Linked DNA regions of Mus musculus: region 2 is linked to region 1. Evidence: chromatin contacts called from public promoter capture Hi-C data. All regions are on one chromosome and are shown on one strand. The core of a region is the stretch at or near the end of the contact, and the rest is flanking DNA. Distances in the headings are between cores, read along the strand shown. Region 1 holds the start of Tug1 (taurine upregulated gene 1). Region 2 holds the start of Urgcp (upregulator of cell proliferation).

Region 1 (6,315 bases), core at 1,218-3,717:
AGATAACCTAATGAAGGGCTTGGTGGCACACACCTATAATTCTAGCACTTAGGAGGCAGAGGCAGGCAGATCTCTGAGTTCCAGACTAGCCTGGTCTGGTTCAGGCCTGGCTGGGCTAGGTAGAAAGACCCTGTTTCCAAACTAATTAACTAAACAAATACACAAACCCTAAAATATTCCATACCAAATGGTAATGATGTTAATCTCTTCACTTACTCAAGACCATGAACACAGCATCCTTCTGTGATTTCACATACTTTGGAAAAAGACTACCTAAATCAAGGCCTTTAAAGAAACTTCCACTCTTCCTTAGCATATATAAACTACATTGGATTTACAGCCAATTTGCCAAAATGACAAAACCAATTGTTTGCTGAAAATTAACAAATGCTTTCTTCTTCCAAGTTGGTCATTTTTGTCATCATCATCTTGTGGTTGTTGCTGTTGTTAGAAACACTTGTTATAAACCCAATTGTCTAGGATGTTACTAAAGATGTGCAACAGTTGATACTAGATGGTCCAAATTTTGATGATCCAAAGAGCAGTTTTGCTGGATTCCTATTAAACACTTGGATGAAACAACTCAATATGATATAAAGTTTGTATTTTGAAATTTTTGATCCAGTAAGTGAAATCATTTTCTTCTAGATTACCAACAAATAATTCACTGATCTCAGTTCTTCAATACAGAGCTCAAGACATCCAGTGATACATCTTACTCCAATGACACAAGCCAAAGAATAAAAAAGCAAAATTTTCTGGAGAAAGGATTTCCATATTAACATCAAGGAGGAGTTACTGGTTACCTCAGTGGCACCTAACAAGATACTTACGAATTTGTGTGGAGATATTCAAAGGTTAGTTGAGCTCGGTTGAGACTGCTGTAATTGGTGAAGGCCATGACAGCAATGAGTCTTCAGTCTTTGCCGGTTAACAGGAAAGTACATATAGTGAAATCGATTTCCCCAGGATTCTGATCAGTAAAGGGTAAATTTGTGCTTCTTAGTGACACATAAAAAAAAAATTTCCCTAGTATCTATTCAAAATACAGGCAGATATTTAAAACTGCGAGTGATTTAAGTATTTCAATGACTCTGATGTAATACTTTGGAAAGAACTATATTCGAAACCTACTGTCCTTAAGTGCTCCGGGGGGTCAAGCTTTCTTCACACAATTCCGACGCACATCAAAAGTGAACGGTTCTGAATGGTCTTCAAACTTGGAGGTTTACAGCTTCAACTTCACGTTCAAGTCCTTTTCTGTTCTCCTAAATTCAGGAAATTGACCTACTTCTGACGGTTCACCTACTTCATTACCACCGAAGACTTTGTCACCACCGAAGACACCAGGCTCCTCAAAAGAGTGCTCTACTGGACAGTGCAGTGGAGTGGAGGCTACTTCTGGCTTCACCGCTTTCCAACAGAAAGGTCCTTGGTGCTGACTGACAGATTTCTTTTCCCAAACCCCGCCCAAACACAGCTTGCTATTATGCCACAATCACCACAGGTTGTGGGTGAAATTACTCACAGTGGCCCACAGAAACACCTCACAACCTACCCTCCCGAATCACCTCAGGTGCGCCCTTCCCCCACACCCTTCAGAAGATGGCCTCGGGCCCTCGGGCCTTCCCAGGCCTGGGTCCTGTGGCCACCTCCTCGCTACCGACAGACAGGAGTTAGTCCCAGAGCCTGGGAGAACAGAGGAAAGTGGCGAGTGCACCACCAGATCCGATCGGGCGTTGCCTGCAGCTCGCAGATGCCTTTGTCCCTCCCCGTGGAATTGGAACTCAACCACCGCAGCGCGCTCTTGGAACCATGTGCTGCCTCCGCTGCCGCTGCCGCCGCCGCCGCCGCCGCCCGCCCGCGCCGCGACACGACACGACACGCCGCGCCTCAACAGACGATGACAGGCTGGGCGTCACGAGATTCAGCGTTCAGTACGGCTTTGCGGCCGGTGCTGCCCGCGCCACCGCTACCTCAGCCACCGCTTTGTCTCCGTAAGCGCACGCAGCGCGAATCACCTCGCTCACTCCCGACGGCCCGGCCGCCGAGGCCTCCAGCGCACCTTCGGCCAATCACAGAGCTCGAAGTCTTCCCGCCCCCGCCCTGAGACTCCACCTTCTGATTGGCGAGCGACGTCGGTCCACGTGACCGGATCTTGTTTGGCCGGTCCGCCCCCATCACGTGAGGGCGCGCGCCTCTCTTCCTGCTTTCCTGACCCCTCTCGGCCATTTAAAGGAACAGTACCGGGGGCGGGCCGAGAGACGCAGCCGGGACGGTAGCTGCAGAGCAGAGCGGAGGAGCCATCTTGTCTTGTCGCCGGGGAGTCAGGCCCCTAACTCGAAGAAGCCCTGGCGCGCCCTCCCCCCCTCCCCGGTCTGGTAGGGCGAAGGAGCGGGCGTGCGGTCGATCGAGCGATCGGTTGGCGGCTCTTTCTCCTGCTCTGGCATCCAGCTCTTGGGGCGCAGGCCCGGCCGCCGCGGCGCGCGCCCGGTGGCCGTTGGCGCTCGCGCCGCGTCTTTCTTCTCGTACGCAGAACTCGGGCGGCGGCCTATGCTTTTGCGATCCGACGAGGGGTCGTCCGGGTGGTTGGCGGCGGCGGGCAACTCCGCCCCGCTCCCGGGGAGGCGGCGGGGGAAGCTGGGGTGGCCGGGGCTGGCCTGGAGGCCTGGCGCCACCCCTCGGGGCCTGCTAGGACCCAGTTGGAGGGTCAAGAGGGAGCTGGAGGATGGTTGGTGGTGGGCTTCCTCCTTTGCCTTTTCCTACTTATGCCACCTTAGTGGGGAGCGAGAGCGCTGGCGGCAGCTCCGGGGTGGGGATTCGAGCTCCGGAGTCGGAAGATCTGGGTTTGCTTCCGGGCCTAGCCACTCGCTGGCCGAGTGACCTTAGGCAAGTCACTCTGTAATCTGTCTGCGCCTCAGTTTCCTCCTCTGCCTATCAGTGTGTGTATGGAATTGGAAGCTCTCTTCAAAAGTGTCGGTTTACAGAAAGATGATTATTGTTTTTTTTTCCTTTGAGTTGCAAGAAGTCATAACAATTGCTCATTCCCTGAAATTAAATTCGGGAACCTTTTATTGGAGTTGGAGATGGGAAGGTTCCCTGAACTTCTTCTGTACAGAAACACGTGGGAAAGTGTTTTCTAGGGGGATGAGTAGATCCTTCAGTAGCGAGTTTTCAAAGGGGGCTATGACCCAGAAGAGTTTAGAACAGTTTTTGCCACCGGGAGGAAACTGAGGCCTACATGTCATCTGGGACCCTTCACAACCAATATGAAGCCCCCATTTGAGTCCCTGGTATATGTGAGCTGCTTCTTACTGCATAATGGCTGTTTCAGGTACCATCACTTCACTGCTTGGCTTTTAGTCAAAGCCCTTTCCTTTCACCATAGGGTGCCTGAAGGGTGGCTGATGCCTATGGTACAATGGCACCCACTAGAAAGCAGCTACAATTAGGAGTGAATGTGTCCTCGAGTAACAAGAAGTGTAATCTCTGGCCCAGCGATTGTTTTCTGCTGCTCGTACTGGTGCCTGACTACTTTTCTCTCGTTAACTATTTTTTTACAACCATGATTGACACCCATTATTTGCTCCTATTTTATATCCCTGGTTTTCGTGGTTGATAGTGAACAGGATTATTTTTAAATGGTGCTGCCAAAACCAGTTAATAGTGCACATGGATTTTTAGCAAGAGGGCTACTTGGAACAGACTGAACCAGGCGTTGGATTCCTGAAAATGTTTGGGGTTTTTTTTTTTTTTTTTTTTTTTTTTTTTTTGGGGGGGTTTTTTGTTTTGTTTTTTAAATTGAAGGCTAAAGTTTTTGAAAAAACTTTGTTGGACTCTGGCTGGGACACAAAATCAGATATTTGGAATCATTTTGAAGCTTAACTTTTTCCTAACCAGCCTTGTATTCTAATTGCTTGCAAATGTGAGACTGAATGGCCAAAATGCCGTTTGTTTGTTTGTTTATTGTCAGCTGCTTTTATCAAATTCCAGGCCATTATCCAGCAAACACTATTAAAATGTTTGAACAGTTGGGTTTCAAACATTTTTGTTTTGTGGAGTGGTGCTTATTAAGTGGTACAGCTCTCTAAGCAAGTGAACACAAACATATTTAAGTGTATTTTGTATGATTAGATGTTACCAATTCTGATATTTTATTCAAATGTCTAAAAAAATAAGTTGACTTATTCCCTTTACCAAAGGGCCAGAGACAAATGGTTTCCTTTCAAGAGAAATGACTGTTTTGAAGAAAAACTCTGTTGGTCTTAGCTCTTTTGTAATTAAATCTGGATGTACCTCAAAAGACTCTTTAAGACTGTGGTGTTAAAAGGCTTTCCTCTGGAGAAGGAGAAAAAATAAAATCAACTGGAACTTAAAAGCTTGAAATTCCATGACAAAACACAGATGTCCAGGATTGGAGGTTCATAAAGTACATGCAGTAGTTGGAGTGGATTCCATTTTCAGTGTAGCTGCCACCATGGACTCCAGGCTCCCAGATTTTCAAGAACTGGACCTGTGACCCAGAAGAGCTTGTCAAGATATGACAGGAACTCTGGAGGTGGACGTTTTGTATTCAATTTTGGAACTGTTGATCTTGCCGTGAGAAAAGAGAGACACGACTCACCAAGCACTGCCACCAGCACTGTCACTGGGAACTTGAAGATCCAAGTTTCTGTCCAGAACCTCAGTGCAAACTGACAACACTCCATCCAAAGTGAACTACGGTACTTGCCATTTTCCAAAATGCCTTTTCATTTCTGCACTTTTGCTATTCATACTCTCTACCCTGGAAATGCACTTCTGTGATTCTTCACCTGGCAGATCTCTGCAATTTCATAAAACTAAGATGCTCTCTAACCCTGTAACTCTCTTAATATTAAAAAGAACATCTTTAGGATAACTTTAATCTCTTATATGCAGAGTCTGGTTCATCACATGCATTTGGTTATTTGTTTGTTTGTTTTCCATATAGCAAACACTGAAAGAGTCTTGGTTTTATGTATCTTTGCCCAAAAATACCATCATTTCTAGTGAAGCCTTTTGAAAAGCAGGGACCCTTAATCCTCAGTGTATGTATAATTGCTACATTATAATTAACATTACTCTAGATATATGAGTTGATTAGATTTCATGTTTTCTTAATCCTAGATTTAAAAAAAAAAAAAAAAAACTAGGAAACCGTATGACCTAAAAAGAAACTGAATCAAATTGTTATAGTTGAGAATGGGGACCAACCAAGGCAATATACTGTCTTGCTCAAAATAGAACTTGTTAATGTAAAAGTTAGGGCAGTGTTTAAAGGACAAGAGCATTAAGATGGCACCAGGAAAGTTAAAGGAAAAATTAATATATTACCTAGATATCATTTTTTTGTGTGTGTGCCAATTGTGAAAACTTTTCCTCCCTACCAACTATAATGTCCAACCTAATAGTTGTAGGACTAGAAACCCCCATTATGATATATATATATGAGCACACATTAATGCCCCGGTGTAGCACTCTTAAGGCATTTTCTATTTGTTGCATCCCTGAGACAGTTAACTTTGCCAGGGAACTTTTTGCATTTGTTCATCCAGCTTTTACTCTTTTGCAAATCCTCTCTTTTAGCAATTTCTCTTATCACCATCTAAGCCAGGCTTGTGAATACCTATCACACAGTAGATATGCTGACAGCAGACCCCCATCCCAGTGTTAGACTCCTCTGTTTATAATTCCATGTGTTTGTTACCTTACCTGTTTTTTCCCTGCCCCTTCTAGTCCCGTGCCTCCTGATTGCTGAATGTTCACCTGGACCTGCCAATGACCTTCCTTCTGCTACTCCATCAGCCTACAGACCTGGTACTTGGATTTTTGTCCATGGTGATTCCTTCCACCTTACTACTGAAGAAGACACCATTCCAGTGGACCACTGTGACCCAAGAAGCATTCAGCCATCATGATGTGGCCTTTACCTCCACTCCTGTCCTACTCTGCCCAGATTCAGCACAGCCCTTTATAGTGCAGTCAAGAGTCTTCAAGCCAAATAACTGAAGCTATTTTATCACAACAAAGGCCAGGTTTATTCCATAAATGTACAGTTCATTTCTGCAGTTTATTCTTCAGAGACACATAGTAAATTTGGACCAGGGGATTTTGTTTTGTTTATATTGTCAACACTGTCTGAAGAAAGGCATCTCTGAGAACAGCATTGGACCCTACTCCACAATCTCAAATGATTGAAGTTTCATAAACTGCCTAGGATCCTGTCAAGGCCACTGGACTCTTGTTCTTTTCCTACTTCAAAATCTGTAGCTGTCTACTAAATGACAAAGCAGA
Region 2 (6,315 bases), core at 1,482-3,981, 2.1 Mb before region 1:
TACTTATTTCTATTTTGCCTTATTTTTTGAGACAGGGTTTCATTGTATAGGCCTGCCTAGCCTAGAACTCACTCTGTAGATTGGCAATGTAGGACGGGGTGTCTCTGAGACCTTCACAGACAGCAGCGACTAGTAAAGGGAGGCGAGGAGGTGAAGTGTTAGTTTGTCAATTTGCTCTATACTTTCTGGCGGGTACGCATGCCGCTATTGCCCCAATGTTCTGGATTCCTGAAAGAAAGACACACACACACACACAGCCTTATATCTTAAATAACCTTAAACAGCTCAATGGCCAAGCCACTCCCTTATTCCACGTGGCTAACACACACACTTCCCTCCCGTATCCCTGAGTTAATACTTACTAAATCTATATTTCATCTTCGCTGCCCAGGACCCTGCTAGGCAGCCCTCCTATGGCTGCTTTCCCCTGAACCTACATGTCAGCTGTTTCACCCTCCTGCGCCTTTCCAGAGTGGTCCGTCTCCTACACTCCGGTCTTGGAGGAATCTCCTCTTCCTCCTTCCCTTCCTGGGAATCCTAAAAGTCCTGTCTCTGTCTTCCTACCCAGTCATCAGCCACCGGAAACTTTATTGACCAGTCAAAAACCAACTGGGGACAGGCTTCCTTTGGTCCAATGTGTGGTGTGGGACACTGCTCCCTGAGGGCTGGGACTGAAGGCCTGCACTACCACAGCCTGGCGGAAGAGGCTTCCTTTTGCACATCAATTTAGGTTTTTGTTTTGTTTTGTTTTGTTTTTTTTTGGGGGGGGGGGTGTTCAAGACAGGGTTTCTCTGTGTAGCCCTGGCTGTCCTGGAACTCACTTTGTAGACCAGGCTGGCCTTGAACTCAGAAATCCACCTGCCTGTGCCTCTGCCTCTGCCTCTGCCTCTGCCTCTGCCTCTGCCTCTGCCTCTGCCTCTGCCTCTGCCTCTGCCTCTGCCTCTGCCTCTGCCTCTGCCTCCCAAGTGCTGAGATTAAAGGCGAGGCCACCACCGCCCTGCTTGTTTTGGTTTTTTAAACTTGCTTTAGTCTGGCCTTCTCTAGTGGCGATCATTACTGCCTTGAATCCAGCCATTTATGATTGCCCAGTCCTCAACCTTTCTCACCCTTTCTTCTGGATTTGTACTTTGTATCGAACTTTCCATTTGTCAGCTTTCCTGGGTAGCTCTCTGATGTCTTCTGAACATCTCAAGTAATTGTTAGCTTTTGTTTTCCTGAAGAGGGCAAGAATGTCCAGAAGCACTGACTGGATTCAAGTACTGAAAGAGAACCTGTACTAAAGGAGTATTCATTTATTTAGCCCTCAGAGAAGAAGAGAATGAGGAGTGGTGGCCCTGGAGAGCTCCTGTCTTATCTGGGCAACTGTAGCTAGTAAGTAGGCAGAGCCCAGTTTCCAGCCTAGGTGTTCTGGTCGATGGGCAAATTGTTCAATTATCTCTTCGGTGCTTTATAATCTCTTTGGTGTTTAATATTCTTTTTTTTTAAGATTTATTTATTTTATTATCTGTAAATACACTGTAGCTGTCTTCAGACACTCCAGGAGAGGGCGTCAGATCTCATTACCGATGGTTGGGCGCCACCATGTGGTTGCTGGGATTTGAACTCAGGACCTCTGGAAGAGCATTCAGTGCTCTCAACCACTGAGCCATCTCTCCAGCCCGGTGTTTAATATTCTTAGTGGTGAAGAGAATACTATCTCAATGTTGGGCCCTGCCCCGCATGGTGGTGCACACTTTTAATCTCAGCACTCTGGAGAAAAAGCAGGCAGGTGGAACTCCATGAATTCAAGGCCATCCTGGTCTACACAGCAAGCTCTTGGCAGGACAGTGTTAAACAGAGAACCTGTCTCAATGAAAATAAAGAAAAAGAACTTGAAGGTAGGAAGGTGGGGAGGAGCTGGGAAGGGAAATTATAGTGACACATAGTTTGTATTTTTTTTCTCATTTTCTCAACAGTTCATTACTACCGTTTGATTTGATTTTACTGGTTATGAGTTCTGAAATGACATGATTGGACTAATGCTTTTATGTCACAGAAAGGAAAATGCACTGTATGAAAAAAATAAATTGAAAAAACAACTTAATGTGATAACACAAAAATGCCACCAGCAGTGGTTTGCACTGCATAGTCCAGAGTTTGTTTCTTTAAATTAGGTATTTTCTCTTAAAAGATATAATTTGTCTTTGAAACTAATTTAGCAGGGGCTGGAACCAAGCCTCAAAATTTTACATGCCTAAATATTCATAGCTTGTAGGTGATTCTGGGAAACCCCACTGCACAAGTTCTAAACTTTTTATTTCTATGTAATACAAGATAAGGCTTAATATACACACTTAAAAAAAAAGTGGGAAACCAGCTCAGAGGCCAACATTACTCCACCCCGCTGCGAACTAGTAGCAGGAGAGATGTTGTTTTCCTTTAGAACAGCAACACTGTACACCCCAGAGGTAGAGGAAAGTGCGTTTCTTACAGAAATTAACATCAGAATGCGGGGACTAGAGGGTGGTGTCCAGCAGTCTGGCAGCTGTCAGTGGCCCCAGGGCAGGTCTGGCTCCGCAGGTGAGTTCCAGCCTCCGGGCAGCGGGCCGGCCTGGCCGGTGGCTGCCGTAGGTAGTGCTCTGGGCCCAGGGCGTCCTCTCCCTCGCCCCAGGCGCCCGCCTGCCCTCCACTGAGCTCAGCCCACGGCGCCCGACGCCCTAACGGAGCGGGCGGGGGCGGCCTACAGGCCCCTCCCCGGCGCCCGGCGGCAGCCGCGCAAGCAGCGGAGGAGGCGGGAGCGCCCAGGCCGCTGCGCTCATGGCGTCGCCGGGGTGAGTGAGGCGCTCCGGGTGTGCGGGGGGCGCCTGTTGGGCGAGGGGCGGGCGGAACTGTGCGTGTCCACCACCCGGCGCCCCCTTGGCCTCGGCCGGACCCCGGCTGACTCTGTCCCGCCAGGTGCCTGTCCACGACCCGCGGCCTCCCCCGCCGACCTTGGGCGGTCGTAGCCGGGCCAGGGTCTCCCGGCAGGGCCGCGGGCAGGACCAGCCAGGACAGCGGCCGGTCAGGGCCGGAGAAACGGGTTCTGGAGAGGGGCAGCAAGGAAGCTGCGGGAGGGGACTCGGGGTCCTAGGGCTCGGCTGAGGCCGCAGAGCGGCTTAGCAGGCCTGACGTGTGTTTCTGGCGTTTAGACTTGCTTGCGTTGGAAGTTGATGCTTGGGTTCACAGTCATTAGGGGACATCCCCAGGCTGTCCCACGTCAGGGCAAGTGGGGCTCAGCTGGACTGGACCCTTGTCCAGAGTGAAAAAGCGGATTCGGGATCTAAGACTGCCTGTGTTGGGGTGGGGGTGGGGGTGCTTCTGTGGGATGGCTACACTTGTTCTGGTATTACCTCTTTCCTAGTGCTCGTTCTCTCTCCCAAATAGTGTTCTTAGGAAATTATATAGTGACACATAGTTTGTATTTTTTTCTCATTTTCTCAACAGTTCATTACTACCGTTTGATTTGATTTTACTGGTTATGAGATCTGAAATGACATGATTGGACTAATGCTTTTATGTCACAGAAAGGAAAATGGGTCTCAAGGTCATCGCTATAGGTGGTAAACATCTTTTTGACTGTACGCCATCATTCAGAGGGTCTCAGACCCAGTAGTACTGGTAGCAGCCCACGCTGTGTATCATTGCAGTTAGAAGACTTACAGGTGCAGGAGGACTTCTGGGGGAAGCATGTAGAAGTTAGCTCTCCCACAAAGGCAGACTTCACTATGCTAGGGAGTGATTTGGCTCGGTACAGTGGTCTGAATGAAGGTGAATGAAGCAATCTGAACTTGATCCAGGCCTGCAGGCGCCAGTCAGATCATGGGCAATTTCCACCTGCCTAATGCCTTTCTAGGCTCGAGGGCAAGCAGGCACTTCTGAGACCAGGCCTTTTTCAATGCCAGCTGGGTATCCAGTACTTTGAGCTCATAAGGAGAATAAACTGTGATCCATCCTGGGCAGGCCAGGCTTTGGACCCAGAGGGCCAAGGTCCCTCTACATTCTTGCCCAGCCTCATAGGAAAGTGTAAGGCAGTGTTTGAGCCTGTGGCAGCTGCCATTAGGCTTGTAAGACAGCTTAGTACATTTTGTGTCTAAACACACTGCTTTGTAGACAGGGGTTGGAGGAGGATCTCCTAGGATTAATAATTCTGTGTGCCTGGACCCACAGAATTATGGTATTGTCTGATAACAGAATAGTGTAATGCCTGAACCATGGTCTGTATATATAGGTGGTATTAATATTTGCGATTCTAGTTGTGAGTGATCCAATTAATTTGTAATATTAATAGTAATCTGTAATTTCCTAAGGGGTGTCTATTAACAAAACTGAGGTCACAAAACTTTTAGTATACTCCATTTAAGGAGAAATCTATGCTTACTTTGATATGCATACACTACTATATTAGGTGTTTTAGAGAGCAAATATAGATCAATACATGGCAGAAATGGAAGGAGCTGTTCTGGGGAGGGGTGTCTCTACATTTGATTTTTTTTTTTTTTTTTTTTTTTTTTTTTTTTTTTGCTAAGTAGCAGTGTCAGTGATCTATGATAGAACTAGAGAGGAAAGAAAAAAAAAACTCTTAACTTGTTTTGAGTACCTTACAGATGTGCTAGGCATAGTGTCAAAGAAAGAAAAGATGTGTTTGAGAGATGACCCATAATCCACTGTGTCTTGAGCTAAATAAATAGAAGAGAAGGCAGGGACCGTGGACTCTTTGCCTACCACTAAAGGGCATCTCCAGTCGGCCTCACCACAGCTGTCTCTGGGGGAATCTGGTAAGCATTGTAGAGGAGAGGACGCGACACAGTCCATCTGTCCATCTGGCCCCTTCTGAGCAGGTCCCACCCTTTACAGGTGGCCTAACCAGAAGCACTTTAGTTCAGTCCTCAGCACCACATAAACTAGGCTGTAATTCTAGCACTCTGGAGTAGAGGCCAGGTGATCAGATGGTCAGCACCATCCTCTGTTAGAAGACGTCAGCTTGGAATGCATGAGAACCTGTCTTAAAATAAAAATGAACTCTGGAATGTTACTGTCGGTTCTAACAGCACTTACGATTGCCCGCTGCCCAGAGGAAAGGCAGGGAGATGCCTGCCAGCCTTGCTCTCACTCCCACCTACAGAGATCTTCCTGTTTAGCCTTCTCTTTGATAGTTTGGGTTTCCTCTGTCAGCCATCTCTGCTCATCTCAATACAGATTCTGCATTTTCATGGCTATTTCTGTGGACTTAACTGTTGATTCACAATTCACATGTAGGTTTCTAGGAGTTTCTCTGTTCTTTGAAATATTGTATGCAGTGTTAGGGTGATGTTTATGGTCCTGGAAACAAAATCTAGCTATTGTTGGGCTCAAGACAAGGTATGACTATGTCACCCAGTCAGGCCTTGAATTCATGATCCTCCAGCTTTGGTCTCTGGAATGCTGGGATCGCTGGCCTTCTTTCTCCCTGTGCTCAAAAGCATTCTCATTCTTAGCAGGGTCGCAGGCCATCCTAGACTCCTAGACTGTGTGTGTGATGGGGTAGCGTGGAAGTTAAAGGAAACCTTACAGAGCAAATTCTTTCCTTCTGCCTTTATGGGAGCTCTGGAATAGAACTCAGGGAGCCAGGTTTGCACACAAACACCTTTCACATTTTCTGTAAGACCGTCTCTCTTAAAATACTAAAATACTAGTGTTGCTTTTCCTGTTATCTTGAGAGGGTTTCTTCTAAGACACCCAGCAAGTATCCGAAACTGGCTAACATCAAAGGATTTGAGACAGGGTCTCCGGGTCTCTTGTAGACTGGGCAGGCCTCAAACTCACTGCAGCTGAGGGTGACCTTGAAGTCCTGATTCTCTTGCCTCTATCTCCCTAGTACTTGGATAAGCACTAACATAGCCAGCTAATACAGCAAACCTTTAAACTTTTTTTTTTTTTTTTTTTTTTTTTTTTTTTTTTTTTTTTGGTTTTTCGAGGCAGGGTTTCTCTGTGTAGCCCCGGCTGTCCTGGAACTCACTCTGTAGACCAGACTGGCCTCGAACTCAGAAATCCACCTGCCTCTGCCTCCCAAGTGCTGGGATTAAAGGCGTGCTCCACCACGCCCGGCTTAAACTTTTTTTTAAAGATTTATTTATGTATATGAATGATTTGCTTGCATGTGTTTGTGTGCACCACATGTGTGTCTGGTGCCTAAGGAAGTCAGAAGAGGGCTTCAGATCCTCTCAATGGGAGTTATGCATGTCTGTGAATACTGGGTGCTGGGACTTGAACCCAGGTCTTCTGCAAGAGCAGTAGGTGCTCTTAACTGGTGATTCATCT

Evidence for each region. Capture Hi-C pulls out chosen DNA fragments and counts their contacts.
Region 2: a contact with region 1 is called in a promoter capture Hi-C map of liver, with 6 times the contacts expected there. The contact joins the promoter of Urgcp here to the promoter of Tug1 in region 1. A contact is called at or near these places in 2 of 9 other capture datasets (adipose tissue and liver).

What each region holds. Positions count from the first base shown.
Region 1 is chr11:3,644,966-3,651,280 of GRCm38.p6, reverse strand. Tug1 (taurine upregulated gene 1) reads left to right here and starts at 2,467. Exons shown (of 4, transcript NR_002321.2): 1 at 2,467-2,528; 2 at 4,203-4,724; 3 at 5,758-6,315. It overlaps Morc2a (microrchidia 2A), which reads right to left and starts at 1,844. Exons shown (of 27, transcript NM_001159288.2): 1 at 1,135-1,844; 2 at 834-973. The coding sequence starts at 901.
Region 2 is chr11:5,737,592-5,743,906 of GRCm38.p6, reverse strand. It overlaps Urgcp (upregulator of cell proliferation), which reads left to right and starts at 2,731. Exons shown (of 6, transcript NM_178623.3): 1 at 2,731-2,810. The coding sequence starts at 2,797.